Linked DNA regions of Mus musculus: regions 1 and 3 are each linked to region 2. A link is a contact called in public Micro-C data. All regions are on one chromosome and are shown on one strand. The core of a region is the stretch at or near the end of the contact, and the rest is flanking DNA. Distances in the headings are between cores, read along the strand shown. Region 1 holds the start of Ubr3 (ubiquitin protein ligase E3 component n-recognin 3). Region 2 holds the start of Gad1os (glutamate decarboxylase 1, opposite strand). Region 3 holds the start of Lrp2 (low density lipoprotein receptor-related protein 2).

Region 1 (4,714 bases), core at 906-3,405, 670 kb after region 2:
GAGTGAGTTCCAGGACAGCCAGGGCTACACAGAGAAATCCTGTCTCGAAAAACCAAAAAATTAAAATTAAAAAAGTTATTGGCAAACAGGCCATTCCATACAGTAGTTATTACAAGACTTAGGAGGAACAATTTTTAAGTCCCACTTTTGTAAATTTACCCCAGTGATATTCTTCTACAGGTGAGAGAAGACTGGTACACCTAGGTTTTTATTTTATACTAGGCCTCTCCTTGCCCATAAAATGACATTGTTAAATCAAGGGCAGCAAACTCACCGAACACTGTATAGTTGTCTTTACACTACAGAATCAAGAACCCACAGAGAGGGAAGATGCACAACCATGTTACCTTCTGCATGAGAGGAGACAGCAGGACGAGGAAACATTTACTGTTGCTTGCTTTGGACTGAGAGAAACTAAAAGCAATGAGAAGGAACTGGCAGATGAGAGACCAGAAAGGAGGAAATTTTTCACTATAGGTTATTTTGGCTTTTATATTCAATAATATATAAATATTAAAATGCTAAAAAGCCAAAAAAAAAAAAATCCAGCTCTATTTGCTAGCCCTGATTATTACTCTTTGCAGGGTCTTGCTAACTCCTGAATCCTTTTTCTTAGTCCGTCTGCTCAGAAACTCTTCTCCAGCCTCTAACTCCTATGTAAGGTATGTAGTGTATGTGGATTAAGGCATAGGTGCCATGGCACACCAGGTGCACTGCACGCATCAATGCGTTTGTCAAAGATGCATGTGTCCAGTGTCTCCTTTTCGGCGGATGTTCTCGCATTAATGAATAAGGCGCCCTTAACTAGATAAAACCCAGCAGCACTTGATTCCTAATTCGCTCAGTGATTTCCTCCTCCTTCTGGTGTAAGGCGTATTCTATATCTGACGGCTCAGGGGCCCAGTTCTCGGTCACTTCGGCATATCACATACTCCACTGACAGCTCAACAGTCCCTTTTTATGCAAGCCCCTCCCCTTCCCTCCTCCCGCAACCCCATTAGCTCCAGAGCTCTGTCCCTCACTCCGACAGACACACAGACACTTTTCCCCCCCACACACAAGGGTCCTAACCTGCAGTTGTAAGACCCTCCCCCTGGCCCTCGGCCTCCTGTGACCCAACTGACCCAATTCAGATCCCAAATCACTCCCTCCCAGTCAATCTAAATCACTTCTAAGGCTCTCCCCAGAACCAGGCAGGCAGCTGTACACCCTTTCGCAACAAGTACACAACTGACAGCTCCACACCAGATTTAACCCCAGCATCCGCTCCCCGTCCCTGCCCTCTCGCCCCACACACTGAATGAACCCTTCTCCCGCATCGCTCGCCCACCCTGACCTCCTTGAAATTTCTCAGCCTGGTTCCCCGCACATGCTCTCCTCTCTTCCCCACCCCCTTCCCACCAGTGACAGCTCAGTCACCTCCAACCCCTTGCGCGCTCCCCCAAGCTTCCCCTGGCAGATGCGGGTCGGCTCCCAGGGATCTCCCCCTGGGGCTCCTCCCCCCCGACCCCCGCAAGATCACACGGCCCGGCTCGCCTCGCCTCGCCAGGACTCCACTCACCCGCTCTCCCGCATTACGTTGCTGTCCCCGCAGTCGCAGGCGCCCCCGGCCTGGCTGCGGAACATGTTGAAGTCGTGTCCAGTGTGGTCGCCCTGGTGGAAGCACTCCGCGCACAGCGACATGCAGGGGGAGATGCCGCACGTCCGGCAGCGGTAGGCCACGAAGTTGGCCGTCCAGACCAGGCCGCAGAGCGCCGCGGGGTCGTAGGCCCGCACGGCCGCGCAGAACTCCTCGTAGCCGCCGCCGCCGGCCAGAAGGCACTTACACCACTCCAGGGCATCCTCCTCCGCCTCGCCCGGGCCGCCGCCGCCGCCGCCCGCCGCCTCCTCGCCGCCCGCAGCCCCGGCCAGCGGCCGCTCGGCGTTCAGCACCCTCTCCAGCAGCGCCTGCAGCTCCTCGGCGCCCGCACGGTTATCCGGCCGGCTGAGAGCGGCCTTCAGATGAGCGGCGGTGGCCGCTTTGTCTAAAGCCAGCCCCTGCGCCGGCGCCTCCGGCTGGGGCGGCTGCGGGTCCCCGACGGCCGCCGCGGCCGCCGCCGCCGCCATGATGAGAGCTCAGAATTTGCAGAGTCCAGGCCCCCGGCTCCTCCCGGGAGGGTGGGGGAATTGACTGCTGCGATGGCTCGGCCCGCCCAACTCTCGCGATACCCGGCGCTGCAGAGCACTTCTGCGCGGTCCCCGCCCCTGGCCACGCCCTCCTGCCAAGCCCCGCCCCTCGTCGGGCTCCCCACCACCACCCACCAGGCTGGGGCTCTGCTCCTATGGTCTCTCTAACCTGTTGACTCCCAACTTTCAAAAGTATTACTTACACAAGAACTCGGCGCAAAGACAATCTTTAATAAAAGTGGTTTCTCTGTAGTCGGGATGTATGTGATGTATGTAATGTATGAGAGAAGAATAAATAAAAAGAAAAAAGATAAGTGGGTTTTTTTTTTCTTTATTTGCCTGGAACATAGGAATTAAACACAACATCTACCAGATGTATTTTAGGCATCCATATCTGGTCTTCAGATGTTGATTGCTGTTATCAGAGACTTAATTACTACTGAATTCCTGCTGTTAGTGAAGCTGCCTCCTAAATACTTCCCCTGAATCTCCTAAAATAAATTTTTTTTAAGGTAAGATTCTTTTCTTTTATTTATTTATTTTTTCCTCTTGATTTGCTTGGTTTGGTTGGTTTGGTTTGGTTTTTATTTTTTGAGACAAGGTTTCTCTGTGGAACTCGCTCTGTAGACACAGATCTGCCTGTCTCTGCCTCCTGAGTGCTGAAAATTTAGGGGTGCCCTCCACTGCCCACATTAAAAGTAAGGTTGGGTTTTTTTGTTGTTGTTGTTTTTGTTTTGTTTTTTTGTCTTTTTAAAAAATTACATTCAAGTTATTTGTTTGAGTAGAAGTCCTCCGATACACATCTAATCAGAGAACACCTTATGGAAGCTGGTTCTTTATTATCTGATTTCCTGAGGATTAAACTCAAGTCATCAGGTTTGGCAACAAGCACCATTTACTTGGCCCTCTTGTTATCCTCTTACCCAAACTCTTTACTGGAGAGAAGAACCAAGCTCCTTACGTTATCTCTTCAAAATCCACCAACATCACTGTTTCTCGCTGTCCGGATCAGAGTCAAAGACAAAGAGACCAGCCACTGGAACCCATTCACCATTCCATGAAAGTTTTTGGTTAGTTTGCTTGCTTCTTTACGAGTTTTAAGACATGTCCTGCGGCCCAGACTGGCCTCAAGCATTCGGTGTAAACTAAGATGACCTTGAATTCCTACCTCCATCTCAAAGTGCTGGAATTATTGCACTATGCCTGGTTTACAGGGTCAGGGGTTGAAACCAGAGCACCGTGCATACAAGGGAAAAACTACAACTGAGCTACATTCCCAGGGTTGCTGGAGAGATGAGTCTGGTTAAGAGCACCAGCTGCATGAGCCTTGAGAGTGTGGGTCACTCTCATACAGGCAAACAGGAGTGGGGAGGGGGATTGGTAGAGGGGTAACCGGGAAGTGCGATATCATTTGAGATGTAAACGAATGGAATGAGTAATTTTTTTAAAACACTAGCTCCTCTTCCAGATGACCCAGGTTTGATTCCTCGCACCCCGATAGTAGCTCACTAACTTTAAATCCAATTTCAGGGAACCCAACGCCCCCTTCTGGCCGCTGCGTGCAAGTGCTGCACAGTAATACACCAATGCAGGCAAAATGCCCATACGTAAAAAACAATTTAAAAAATTAAAAGGTTCTGATGTATTCAATAACTATCTTAAGCAATAAATTCTCATCCCCGCAGCCTTACTAACTGATCATTTTCCTGGGGCTTTGGGGGTTGCAATGGGGTGTTTTGTTCTTTATTTTTTTTAATTAGGTATTTTCTTCATCTACATTTCCAATGTTATCCCAAAAGTTCCCCCATACCCTCCCCCCACCCACTCCCACGTCTTGGCCCTGGCGTTCCCTTGTACTGAGGCATATAAAGTTTGCAAGACCAATGGGCCTCTCTTTCCACTGATGGCCGACTAGGCCATCTTTTGATACATATGCAGCTAGAGTCAAGAGCTCTGGGGTACTGGTTAATTCATATTGTTGTTCCACCTATAGAATTGCAGATCCCTTTAGCTCCTTGGGTACTTTCTCTAGCTCCTCCATTTGGGGCCCTGTGATTCATCCAATAGCTGACTGTGAGCATCCACTTCTGTGTTTGCTAGGCCCTGGCGTAGTCTCACTAGAGACAGCTATATCAGGGTCCTTTCAGCAAAATCTTGCTAGTGTATGCAATGGTGTCAGCGTTTGGAGGCTGATTATGGGATGGATCCCAGGGTATGGCAGTCTCTAGATGGTCCATCCTTTCATCTCAGCTCCAAACTTTGTCTCTGTAACTCCTTCCATGGGTGTTTTGTTTCCATTTCTAAGAAGGAGCAAAGTGTCCACACTTTGGTCTTCGTTCTTCTTGAGTTTCATGTGTTTTGCAAATTGTATCTTATATCTTGGGTATACTAAGTTTCTGGGCTAATATCCACTTATCAGTGAGTACATATCATGTGAGTTCTTTTATGATTCGGTTACCTCACTCAGGATGATGCCCTCCAGGTCCATCCATTTGCCTAGGAATTTCATAAATTCATTCTTTTTAATAGCTGAGTAGTACTCCATTGT
Region 2 (5,117 bases), core at 1,829-4,328:
CCGGGCGGCAGGACTTGCCCCTCGCCCCCCGCCCTTTCTCCCAGGCCAGTCTCAAGGCGTTCTGGTCTAAGGGTCTTTCGCGTTAACTCCCAGCAAAGAATGCAAAGAGGGAGAAGCCTTCCCGCAGACTCCTGAGATGGGCGCTAGGAGAAATCCCCTTCCTATCCCTCCAAGCAAGGCGCCTCCCATCCTCCACCCCAGCGGTGTGGGAGTGTTAGCTGCGATAAGCAAAGTGACATCCATTAAACCTCAGGCACAACAGAGCCCCAGAGAGGCGAAGAACCAGCCTGACGTCGTGAGACAGTATGTCACGGTAGGAATTCCAGTGACAGACAGGAAATCTGTGCAACACCAAGCCCCTAATAATAGTACCTGGAGCATAAAGCGCTACTTCCACCCAGTATCTGTGCTTTCTCTTTAAACTACAATCTCATCTAATCACCAGAAGAACCCAGGAAAGTGTTGTAGGTCTAAGACTCAGGTGACAAAATCATTTCAGCCCAGAGGCTACAATTTCTCAAGGTCACTTGGCCTGAGGTTGGTGTTCAGAAATATTCCAGTGCCGTCCCCCACGCCCCAAGTTAGGTGTTAATAAAAAACAGGTAGGAAGAGAGATGGGGGTCGAGAACCCCTTTGTTGTAGCCGGAGTTAAGAATGCTTCCCCCCCCCCCATAGGCGATAGGCAGGAGGGCTCCTGCTTGCCAGGGGGTTGCTGGGATAAGGTGTGAGGGTACAAGGTGTGTAAGGTGTATACTGGAGCAGAAAGGGACGCCTTCCGGTAGACCCTGCAGAGGCAGAGCCCAACAGCAAACTGGGCGGGTGGGGGTGTGTCTTCCAGGGAGGACAGAAATTAGACAGAGCAGGCAAGCTCTCTCAGGCTTTCTCCAGTTAAGGGTTAGGGGTTCCCAGGGAAGGGAGGTGGAGGTGGGGTGTCCTTAGATCTCTGGCCTCCATTTAGGTGGTTTCCGGAGGTACCACACCTTGTATGGACTCAGATTATCGACTTGGCCTTTGCTGAGGCTGGGCATTTGAGAACTATGGGGTAGTCTGCTAGGATGTAGAGGTGCCTAGTGTGGAGGGTGGTCCCCAACCTTGCAGAAGGAATAACGGTGTGTGTTGGGGGATAAAGACTGGAGTAAGATGTGGGGAGGACTGGAAAATAAATCTATCAGGGTTCAATCTACAGACAAAAGGGGCGCAGGCCTCGAGTTCGGCCAGGCCAGCTCCCACTGCTGACTCCACCGCCAAGGCCTGGATCACGTGCCACCGGCACTGACGACTCTGCCTGGGATCTGCTTTGTTGTGTGGGCAATTGTCGCTTGCCTGTGTGCAGGAAGGGGGGGGGGGCTGCTAAGAGAACTGCAAGGTGGCCTGAGGACTTAGGGTCTCCTGCCTCAGAGTCTGCACCAAGAAATTCAAAGGGGGGTTTCCTGCCTTCAGCTTGCCACTTGTGTACACGGGAACTGTTGTTTTCACGGGGCTTACAATAAGTGCCATAAAGACGCCAACAATAAAGCACTCTCAACCACACAGATCTCCCGCAGCTCCTCTTCTGTAGAGATTCTGGTGGTAGGGGGCGCAGAGCTGTCTGGAGCTGATAGAATTTTGGGAGAGGGGTGGTGAAAGACTTAACCCCAACATGGAAAAAAGATAAATCCCACGACTCCAGTCCTCTATGTGGAGTTAGAAAGTCAGGCTGAATTAGAGACAGATCGGATGGGGAAGCATAAATGCCCTTTTATCTGGTTTCTCTATTCTCCCCAAGACTTGTCACCTGCTGACAGGTCTCTAGAAAAAAGCACAGGGGTGCTTCTGCCTCCTGGCTTGCCAAGCCACATCTCCTCCTAGTTAGCTGCCAAGGTGCCCCCCCCCCCGTCACTCTGGATGATGCTTAAATGCCCCTCCCTCGCCTTTTTTTTTTGTCTCTAAGATGTAATTAATTGAATCTCAGGCAGTTTTGTGCACCTTTTACGCCCCTGGCTTCGCCCTCACTCGTCAATAGCTAGACGCAAATTTGGAGCAATTAGGGACCCAGAGTTTTCTAAAAGCTGCAATTAACGTCGAAATTTCCCCTGATTATGGACTGTGAGTACAGCGCTGGGGGCGGGGGGGGGTGGAGGAAAGGAGAGGAGGAGGTCAGGTTTCATCTCAAACCTAGAGCTAGGAAACTGTTCTCGCTGAGACTCCGGGTTCCTCACACTACCCCTCTGTTCTGACCCCTGTTGTCCCGCCAGACACAAAAACACAACACAGCTCCTTGAACGTCTCTGCCCCTTAGACCCCAAAGATCTTTCTTGCCCGGCCCTTGTGAAGTCCTCGCTGCTCTTCGGTGCCCTGGGAGTAACCTCGCGTCCCTGGCAGCCAAATGACCTCTAAGCAGGAACCTGGAATAGGGCCCCATTTGTTTCTCAGCCTCCATCATTTCTACGCTCTCCTTTCGCGTTCCGACAGCGCAGCCTCCCGCAGTGCCAGCGCCCCCACCCTCGCTGCAGTCCATTTAATAGGAAACTGGGGCAGGACCTACTTGTAGGGCGCAGGTTGGTAGTATTAGGATCCGCTCCCGCGTTCGAGGAGGTTGCAGGCGAAGGAGTGGAAGATGCCATCAGCTCGGTGGTCTTGGGGTCTCTACGGTTCAAGGGTCCCCCGCAGACTGGGCGCAGGAACAGGCTGCAAACAGAAGGGAGAGCTGTGCCGGGAGAGCTTCTAGGTCCTGCGGCCCGGGGCACCGAAGTCTCGGAGACAGAAGGGAGACCAAGGGCAGCGAGCTGGCTGGGTCCTGGTGCGCGGTCGGTGGGAGGGGGTGGGGAGGCGCTCGCTAGCTCTGGGACTGGGGCGCAAGCACAGTAGCCCCGGGCGACTCTCAAGTCTAGAGGCGCAACGGGGTGCTCCGAGTGAGGCTCACAGCTAAGGGGCGCCGGAGGCGGGTGCAGGACGCGAGGGATGGGGTGAGGATAGGGCCAGGAGCACTAGGGAGCACTCATCGAGCAAATTCCAGCCCAGCCGAGACAAGCCCCATTGGGCTCCCAGCAGCCTGGTGAACGGGCAGAAGAGGAGGGGGGAGGGCGTGCGGGGCGGGCACGTCTGGTTCGGTGTCTGGCTCCCGTTGTTGTGTCTGGCCAATTCCTTGGAAAGAAGGAGGCTCACAGCGCCGGGGACAGGGACTTTGGTGAGACAAGGTGAGAAGAAATAGGTCCTCCGCCCCTCAGGACTTGACCCGCTAAGAATCAGTCACCTTGCACTCCAGACAGCCAAAAGGCAGCGTGTCGAAGCCTTGCTGATCAGTTTCTTGTCCCACCTCGTTTCTAGCTTTCTCAACCCTAGAGCGAGGCTCCGTCCCAGATTCACTGTTTCTACTCTACCTAGTCCCCAGAGTTCGTTTCACTGAGCCAGAGAAGGTGGCAGAGGGTAAAAAGGAGACCGTCACCCGGTGGCGAATTTGCGCCTAGGGCGCAAGAGACCTCGGATAGAAGAGTGCGCGGTTCCCCTATTTGGTGTTTGTTCGTGGACAGAGTGAGGGAGAGAGGGCGAGAGAAGAGGAAGAGATGGGGAGAAGGAGCGGGCGAAAGAATGAGAGGAGAGGGAGGAGAACGGTAATCTGGGTAAATCTAAGACCCCGCAGAGCGCAGCCCACCAGCCGCCTTTTGCGTGTCGTCCCTCGGGCCGAGCATCTGTCCCCCCCCCCCCCCGCAACCTCCGCGCGCTCTCGCAGCTCCGCGGGCGGCGGTGGGACGCGGGTGCTGGGGAAGTAACAGGTTATCGCTCCTCGCACCTTCTGCCGCTGCTACCCAGGCGCGTATCCGACAGCCGTGAGCTCCGATCCCCCAAGCGCAGGCAAAAAATGGCTCTGGGGTCACTTCAGCCCTTATGTGTCCTCCCGAATGAAATTGATAAGGGTTTCAAGAGCGAGGAGGGTAGGGGATGGGTGCGCCAAACCACAGCTGCGACAGGACTGGCGGGAAGCACTCGGCTGTGGAAGGTGGGCGACAGGCGCGTGCTGGTGGGGTGAGGCAAAGGGCTGGACAAGAAGCCGCAGGCTGAGGGCACCGGGTTGAATAACCGAGGCGGGGCTCTGGCAAGTCCGGGCGATCCGGTATTTACCCACCTCGGTTCAGCGACAGCGAGCTGGACCCTCCCGCGACTCCTCTGCGAAGCGTCCCGGGGCTGGGCTGGGCTCGGCTCTGTCACAGGAGTACGTGCTGGGTGTCACCCCAGGGCTGCTTCCTTGCTTGCACGATCCCTGGTCCGGCACGGGAGAGCCTGAAGAAGGGAGAGATCCGGAGAGGCGGCCGCTGGGCTTGGGGGAGGCGGGGGCGGAGTGGGGAGGCGGGGACCCGCTCGGCGGGGGGAATCACGAGGCCGTTGCTCGCGGGGGCAGCTCGTCCGCGGAGCGCTGGGGCTCCTTTGCAGGTGTCTGACTGCCTCTGGAGCTTTGTAGGGCGATTATAAATCCAGCTCACGGGTTTGCGACCAGAAAGGAGGGTGTGTGTGACAAAGTCCTATGAGTAATCCAGAATGCACTCAGCACGCTCTGTTTTTTGTTTGTTTGTTTGTTTTTTGTTTTTAAATTATTTTTGAGATAGGCGATGTTGGGTGAGGGCAAGGGAAAATATAATTCCTACGAAGAATTTTGTCTCACTGGGTGATTCTTCCTTCCCCTCTTCCTAGCCCTCCATCCCGTATCTTGGAGAAGACTAGAATATTTGCTTTGCCTTGATCAATCTCCTGTGGTTGTCCTGGATTGGCGATTCCAGAAGGTTTTCTCTGGGTGGTGTCCTAGGGAGCGCTCTACTGAGCCAGTATGGCTGTACAGGCAAAGCGGAGATGAGGGGACCACCCAGACAGACCCTGGAGTTTCTGCACTCCCGTTTCTTCTTCCAGTCCATCTCCACACTACCTCGTTCGAACACAGCTACCTGGCACCACAAGAGGCAAGGGGTCTATTTCCCTTTCTCTGAGCCCTCTCCCTGGAGAGGGGTAAAAGAAATCTTCGTAATTGATCATGTCTGAAGGTTAATAACACGCACGAGTGCCGCTCCACACGCCTGGGGCAGCAGAGCATGGAGGGTGGCTCCGGGAAGCCAGGACGGCACTCCGTGTCTTGGCCCGCTCTCCTCGCT
Region 3 (4,978 bases), core at 908-3,407, 980 kb after region 2:
CACTAGAGCACAAAGGCAGCAACAATGAGAAGAACCCTTCAGTGCCGAAAGGAATGCTTGGATCCCTGGACCGCCACTGTGGAGCGCGCGCGCGCGCGCGCGCGCACACACACACACACACACACACACACACACACACACACACACAACTTGCCTCCCAGGCACAGGTCGAGGATCTCTGCAACTTGGCGGAGCAGTGATGCGGGACGTCCATGCAGCCTGGCCCTGGAAGGCTTCTAACCTTCATGACCCCAGCGCGGTCTTGTACAGTCATTCTGGGACCAGCATAAATCACAAACTGAGACTGGAGGGCAGCTTCGCGCCCCCTACCCAATCCCCACCTGTTGACTCCTTTTCCACACCAACCCCTCCTCCCTGGGGTCCCCAATCCTCGCTCCTCTTGGGTGCCTCAGAGTAGAAACCTTTGGCCAAAGCATCTAACTTTAGTTTCCCTGTCCAGACGTTGTTTTCACAAACCTACTGATTTTAAGTCTTTTAAGTTTTAGGTGCCAGATTTGTCTTCCAAAAGCAACACCTAATTTGTCCCCCATCCCCAAGGCTTGCCAGCCTAAGCCACGCTGCACTCGCTGTTGTGGTCAGCAGAGGTCCAGACTATACTTGCAGGGGGGAGAAGAGGAGGGCAGTAACTGGCAGGCCATCGCTCCAGGGAGGGAAGGCAGAGGGACCCTGCTCTGTCACCACGTGGATAGCCGCCTTTCCTACATCACAGCCCTTTTGCTTAAGGAAAACGACTCTAGGAAAATGGTCTAGGGCTCTATGGGCTTGCTGCAGCGACTGGGGCAGAAGATTCTGGGATGATCAGGCTGAGAATCAGCCGGGTCCTCCGGTGGGGCTCCTAGAGCAACCAATTGCACCGACTGACTCGTCTCGGCACTGCGGAACTGAAGACCGGGGTCTGAAGGGCTCGTGTAAGGTCCACTCTCTTAAAGAGGGTTGTCTCCCAGTTAACAGGTTCAGTGTGGTCCCCGAGGGGAACCATAGAGTTCTCCCGAATTCCTGGTGTTTCTCTCATTATTGGCATTGCGGAGAAAACAACCCCTCCCCCAAGTTTTGTTTCGAAATGAACAGAACTGTAGGAGACGCTGTCTGGCATGACTGACACCTGACGCTTGGGGAGCCAGATAGTTATGGCCTCCAGAGCAATGATAGAATCTCCTCTCTGACTATAAAAACACAAGCTACCCCATCTGGGTAGCCTGCACCCTGTCAGGGGGAGGAGGGCCCCGAGGCAGCTTAGCGAGTTCACACCGAGGCAAGGAGGTCAGGCGGCTTGGCTCTGTCCAGCTTTTTTCTGGTCCTCCCTCCCTCCCTCCCTCCCTCCCTCCCTCCCTCCCTCCCTCCCTCCCTCCCTCCCTCCCTCCCTCTTCCCTTCTTTTTGAGACAGGTTCTTTCTACATAGCCCAGGCTGTCCTGGAACTGTGTGGACCAGGTTGGCCTCAAACTCACAGAGATCCACTTGTCTCTGTCTCCCGAGTGTTGAGATGAAAGACCCGCACTAAAACACCCTCTGCCTTTTCTTTTCTTCCCCCTTCTTTCTCTTCCCCTTTCCTTGCTCCCCTTTCCCCATTTGTTCTTTTTCTTTCCCTTTTCATCTTTTCTCTTTCTTTCTTTCTTTCTTTCTTTCTTTTTTTAGTCGCTGCTCTTGACTTCCCCCCTTTCTCCATTCCTTCCCACCGGTGATAACGTTTTAGAGTTTGTGTCCGTGGCCAATTTCTTCCTCGCCCCGTCTAGCCATCCCTCTGAGTGGCGAGGCCAAGCCCTTGCTCCGAATGTGAGCAGCGGCGATTATTGTCAGTGATTGAATAGGACCTTGGAGTGTGTGTGCTCGTGCGAGCGAGGGGTGGGCGCTCGCCAGCGTGGGAGGCAGTTTTGTGTTCCCGGAGCCTGTGCTCCTGGGTGAGAGCATGCACGAGCGAGCGCGCTTGTGGAGTGTGCATGTGCTAGCGCGCAAGTGTCCGAGGGCCCACTCCTCCCAGAGTCGCAAAGTGCAGGGGGCGGGCCGGGCAGTAGGGGGCCTGGCCCACTGGATTCCCGCATGCTAGTTCCGGGGCGGTCTGGTCTAGAGGGCTTTATGCACTGTCTGGAGGGTGGGGACTGGCGCGGGTAGAAAACGGGATGCCTCAGGCGCCGGGACCGGCTTTCTGCCTCTAGGAGCCAGCGACTGCTGCTGAGCAAGACTCCTGTTCCGGAGCGGAGTAACCTGCCTGTGCCCGCTGCGACGCGCGCCCACCTCCCGGGGAAGGAACGGCGAGGCCCGGGGCCGTCTCCGCGATGGAGCGCGGGGCCGCGGCGGCGGCATGGATGCTGCTGCTGGCGATCGCTGCCTGCCTGGCGCCAGTCAGTGGCCAAGGTAAGCGGTCACCTGCCCGCGCTACGCCACCATAGTCGCTGCGGAGCTGAGCCGGACGAGGGTGGGCGGCTGCGGAGCTGCTCCGGCTGAGCGCTCCGGTGACCCCAGGAGAGATGACTGCAGCGCCGCTTCTTGTACTGGTTGGGGAACGCGGACGCACCGGTTTCGGTGACAGCTCGTCCCACGGCTATCGTGCCTTTGTTCCCACGGGAATTAGTCCTGACCCTCAAGGCTTTCCAGGATGGAACCTGGAGTACGAGGGTCTCCCGCGTGGGTCTGCAGCTTTCTTCTGGCTGGGGCGGGGCGGTCCTCCACGCCGCTCCCAGCGCCGCTTTCCACCTGCAGCGTCCAGCCGGCGCGGGAGATCCGATCCCACCGTGCGCCAGGGGCCGCCGGCCAGAGCCTCCTTCCATCAGTGGCGAAACCCTGTCCCGCGGTGACCCCCATGAGACCGCATCTCATGATACCGATCGTTTACGAGCCCAGATAAGGCGGGGAGGTGGGATTGGCAGAGGAAGCGGCTGATACACTAGAGTACTTTTCTTGAAGGCTTTCCCTTTCCTACCCAGAGCGGGTGCTTTTGTGTTGATGAATGGAGCTGGTTAGCTGCGCCTGAGTTTGGGGACTGGAATGCAGAAAGTTTCTAAAGTGACTACAAACTTTTTCAAGTTGTCCGGGAGGTTTTTTTTTTTTCCTTCCCCGTGAAACAGGGAGAGAGAGGAAAGGGAGGAAATTATTTAGAATAGAAAACTATAAGAGAAGAAAATGAGAGACAAGTTGAAAGGAATGGAGAAAACGGGAAAGCAAAGTGAGGAAGGAGGGAGGGAGGGAGGGAGGGAGGGAGGGAGAGAGAGAGAGAGAGAGAGAGAGAGAGAGAGAGAGAGAGAGAGAGAGACTGACTCAAGGAGAACCCACGAGCTCTCTCCCTGGCTTTCGTTGCTAGGTAGCAGCCTGGTGCTGCGTGTGACCGACCACCAGACAGACAGAACGGACGCTGCAGCCTCTGCAGGGACTAATCTGTCTGTGGGGATGGGCCAGTCCCCACTTCCCCTCCCGCTCTTTCCCGTCGGACAACTTAATTGCCCTACAATAAAAATGAAACCCCTATTGTTGCAGGATTAGTCAAAGCAATAAATTGATTTCCCTAGATCACATATTGGGGTTGATGGGTGAGGACTGTGGAAGCCCCCATTTATAGAGAGGAGAGAGGGGAGGGCTTGTGGATGGGCCGTGGCATGTATTCAAATGGTTAATCTGCTTTCTTTCCTCAATTCTTAGCGTAAGCTCCTTAGAGGGAATCAAGTAAGTAATTATACAGCAGCTCCAGGCAGCACCCATCTCAGACTTCCTGGGAAGTTTGGGAGCGCCAACAAATCCACCAGGCTTTGCAAAAATCTTTCGAAAAGGAGGGGTGGGCGGCAAGAGAAGATGTCTAACAGTTCTTCCTTTGAACACCTTTCTACAGTATTGGAAACGCAGAAAGGAGACTTACTGTTATATTGTGTGTGCGCCCGCGGTAGGGAGAGTGCTTAGGGTTATATATCATGCGCTAAATATAGCCCTAGGGTTTAGTGTACTTTTCTGTTCCTGTCTGGAGGGAAAGGTTGCTTACATTCTTGAGCTGATGTCCCTTTACCACCGGAACATGCATTCTTCTCCCTGTTTTTTGGTGTCACCAAATACTGTGTACCTAGATTTCCTCAAGTTCTCATCCATGTGAATTACGGAGAAAAAGTGGGAAGCATTTTTCAAGTTTTTAGCGGATAATGCAATAATCACCTAACATATGGCTGAGAGCACATACAAGCATACATACATGCACACATACACGTGTATGACATGTGTATATATTCTTCAGGAATTTGTTTATTTGTTTGTTTATTTATTTATTTGAGACAGGGTTTCTCTGTAGTCCTGACTGTCCTGGAACTTGCTCTGTTGATTAGGTTGGCCTGGAACTCAGATCTGCCTGCCTCTGCCTCCTGAGTGCTGGGATTGATGGCATGCATCGCCCGCCCTGGCATTCTGGGTAACAAACTAGAGCCCAAGTGTCACCATTTTTAGTTTTGCTATTTGATTATTGTAATTAATTTTTTTTAAAATGAACCAGTGTTTCCATGTTTAGCCCAGGCTGGCCTGAAGTTATGACTCAGGCTGTTTGTGATCTTCTGGTCTCATTTCTTTTCCAAACACACACACAAAATGTAATTTTGCCTTTATTCATGTGTGTGTAAGCGTGCACGCGAGTGCACATATCATAAACATGTGGAAAGTAGTGTGGATCCCAGAATGCAGTTCAAGTGGTCAGGCTTGGCGTCGAGCATTTTCCTGATAAATCATTTTGATAAATGCATTTTGAAGTGATTTTTTTCTTTCCTTTTCATTTTTTAAGAATCTGTCCCCCACTTAAATTCTTTAATCCAATACCAATTTGGTTATGCCTTTTGTGATGATTGTATCTTGAGTGGGACCTGTAATACACAGGCTACATTTGTTTTTGTTTTTTTCTAACTCTGGTCTCTGCAACCTTGTTTGCTGTTGTATTTATTTCAAGGTGGTCTTCTGTTCCTATGCTTGGAATTCTTTTTGGCTGTAACTGGGTTCTGC

What was found. Hi-C and Micro-C count contacts between places; a contact is called where the count stands out from the background.
Region 1: a contact with region 2 is called in a Micro-C map of embryonic stem cells, with 5 times the contacts expected there. The contact joins the promoter of Ubr3 here to the promoter of Gad1os in region 2. A contact is called at or near these places in 1 of 39 promoter capture datasets (hippocampal neurons), 5 of 484 Hi-C or Micro-C datasets (cortical neurons and embryonic stem cells), 8 of 115 datasets of contacts at active chromatin or transcription factors (astrocytes, embryonic forebrain, embryonic stem cells and 1 more) and 1 of 9 other capture datasets (embryonic stem cells).
Region 3: a contact with region 2 is called in a Micro-C map of embryonic stem cells, with 13 times the contacts expected there. The contact joins the promoter of Lrp2 here to the promoter of Gad1os in region 2. A contact is called at or near these places in 4 of 39 promoter capture datasets (cranial neural crest, embryonic stem cells and liver), 9 of 484 Hi-C or Micro-C datasets (embryonic stem cells and stem cell-derived epiblast-like cells) and 5 of 115 datasets of contacts at active chromatin or transcription factors (all in embryonic stem cells).

What each region holds. Positions count from the first base shown.
Region 1 is chr2:69,894,687-69,899,400 of GRCm38.p6, reverse strand. Ubr3 (ubiquitin protein ligase E3 component n-recognin 3) reads right to left here and starts at 2,155. Exons shown (of 39, transcript NM_177783.6): 1 at 1,562-2,155. The coding sequence starts at 2,106.
Region 2 is chr2:70,561,318-70,566,434 of GRCm38.p6, reverse strand. Gad1os (glutamate decarboxylase 1, opposite strand) reads left to right here and starts at 3,078. Exons shown (of 3, transcript NR_040496.1): 1 at 3,078-3,176. It overlaps Gad1 (glutamate decarboxylase 1), which reads right to left and starts at 4,306. Exons shown (of 17, transcript NM_008077.5): 1 at 4,103-4,306; 2 at 2,525-2,667. The coding sequence starts at 2,603.
Region 3 is chr2:69,583,208-69,588,185 of GRCm38.p6, reverse strand. Lrp2 (low density lipoprotein receptor-related protein 2) reads left to right here and starts at 2,157. Exons shown (of 79, transcript NM_001081088.2): 1 at 2,157-2,371. The coding sequence starts at 2,293.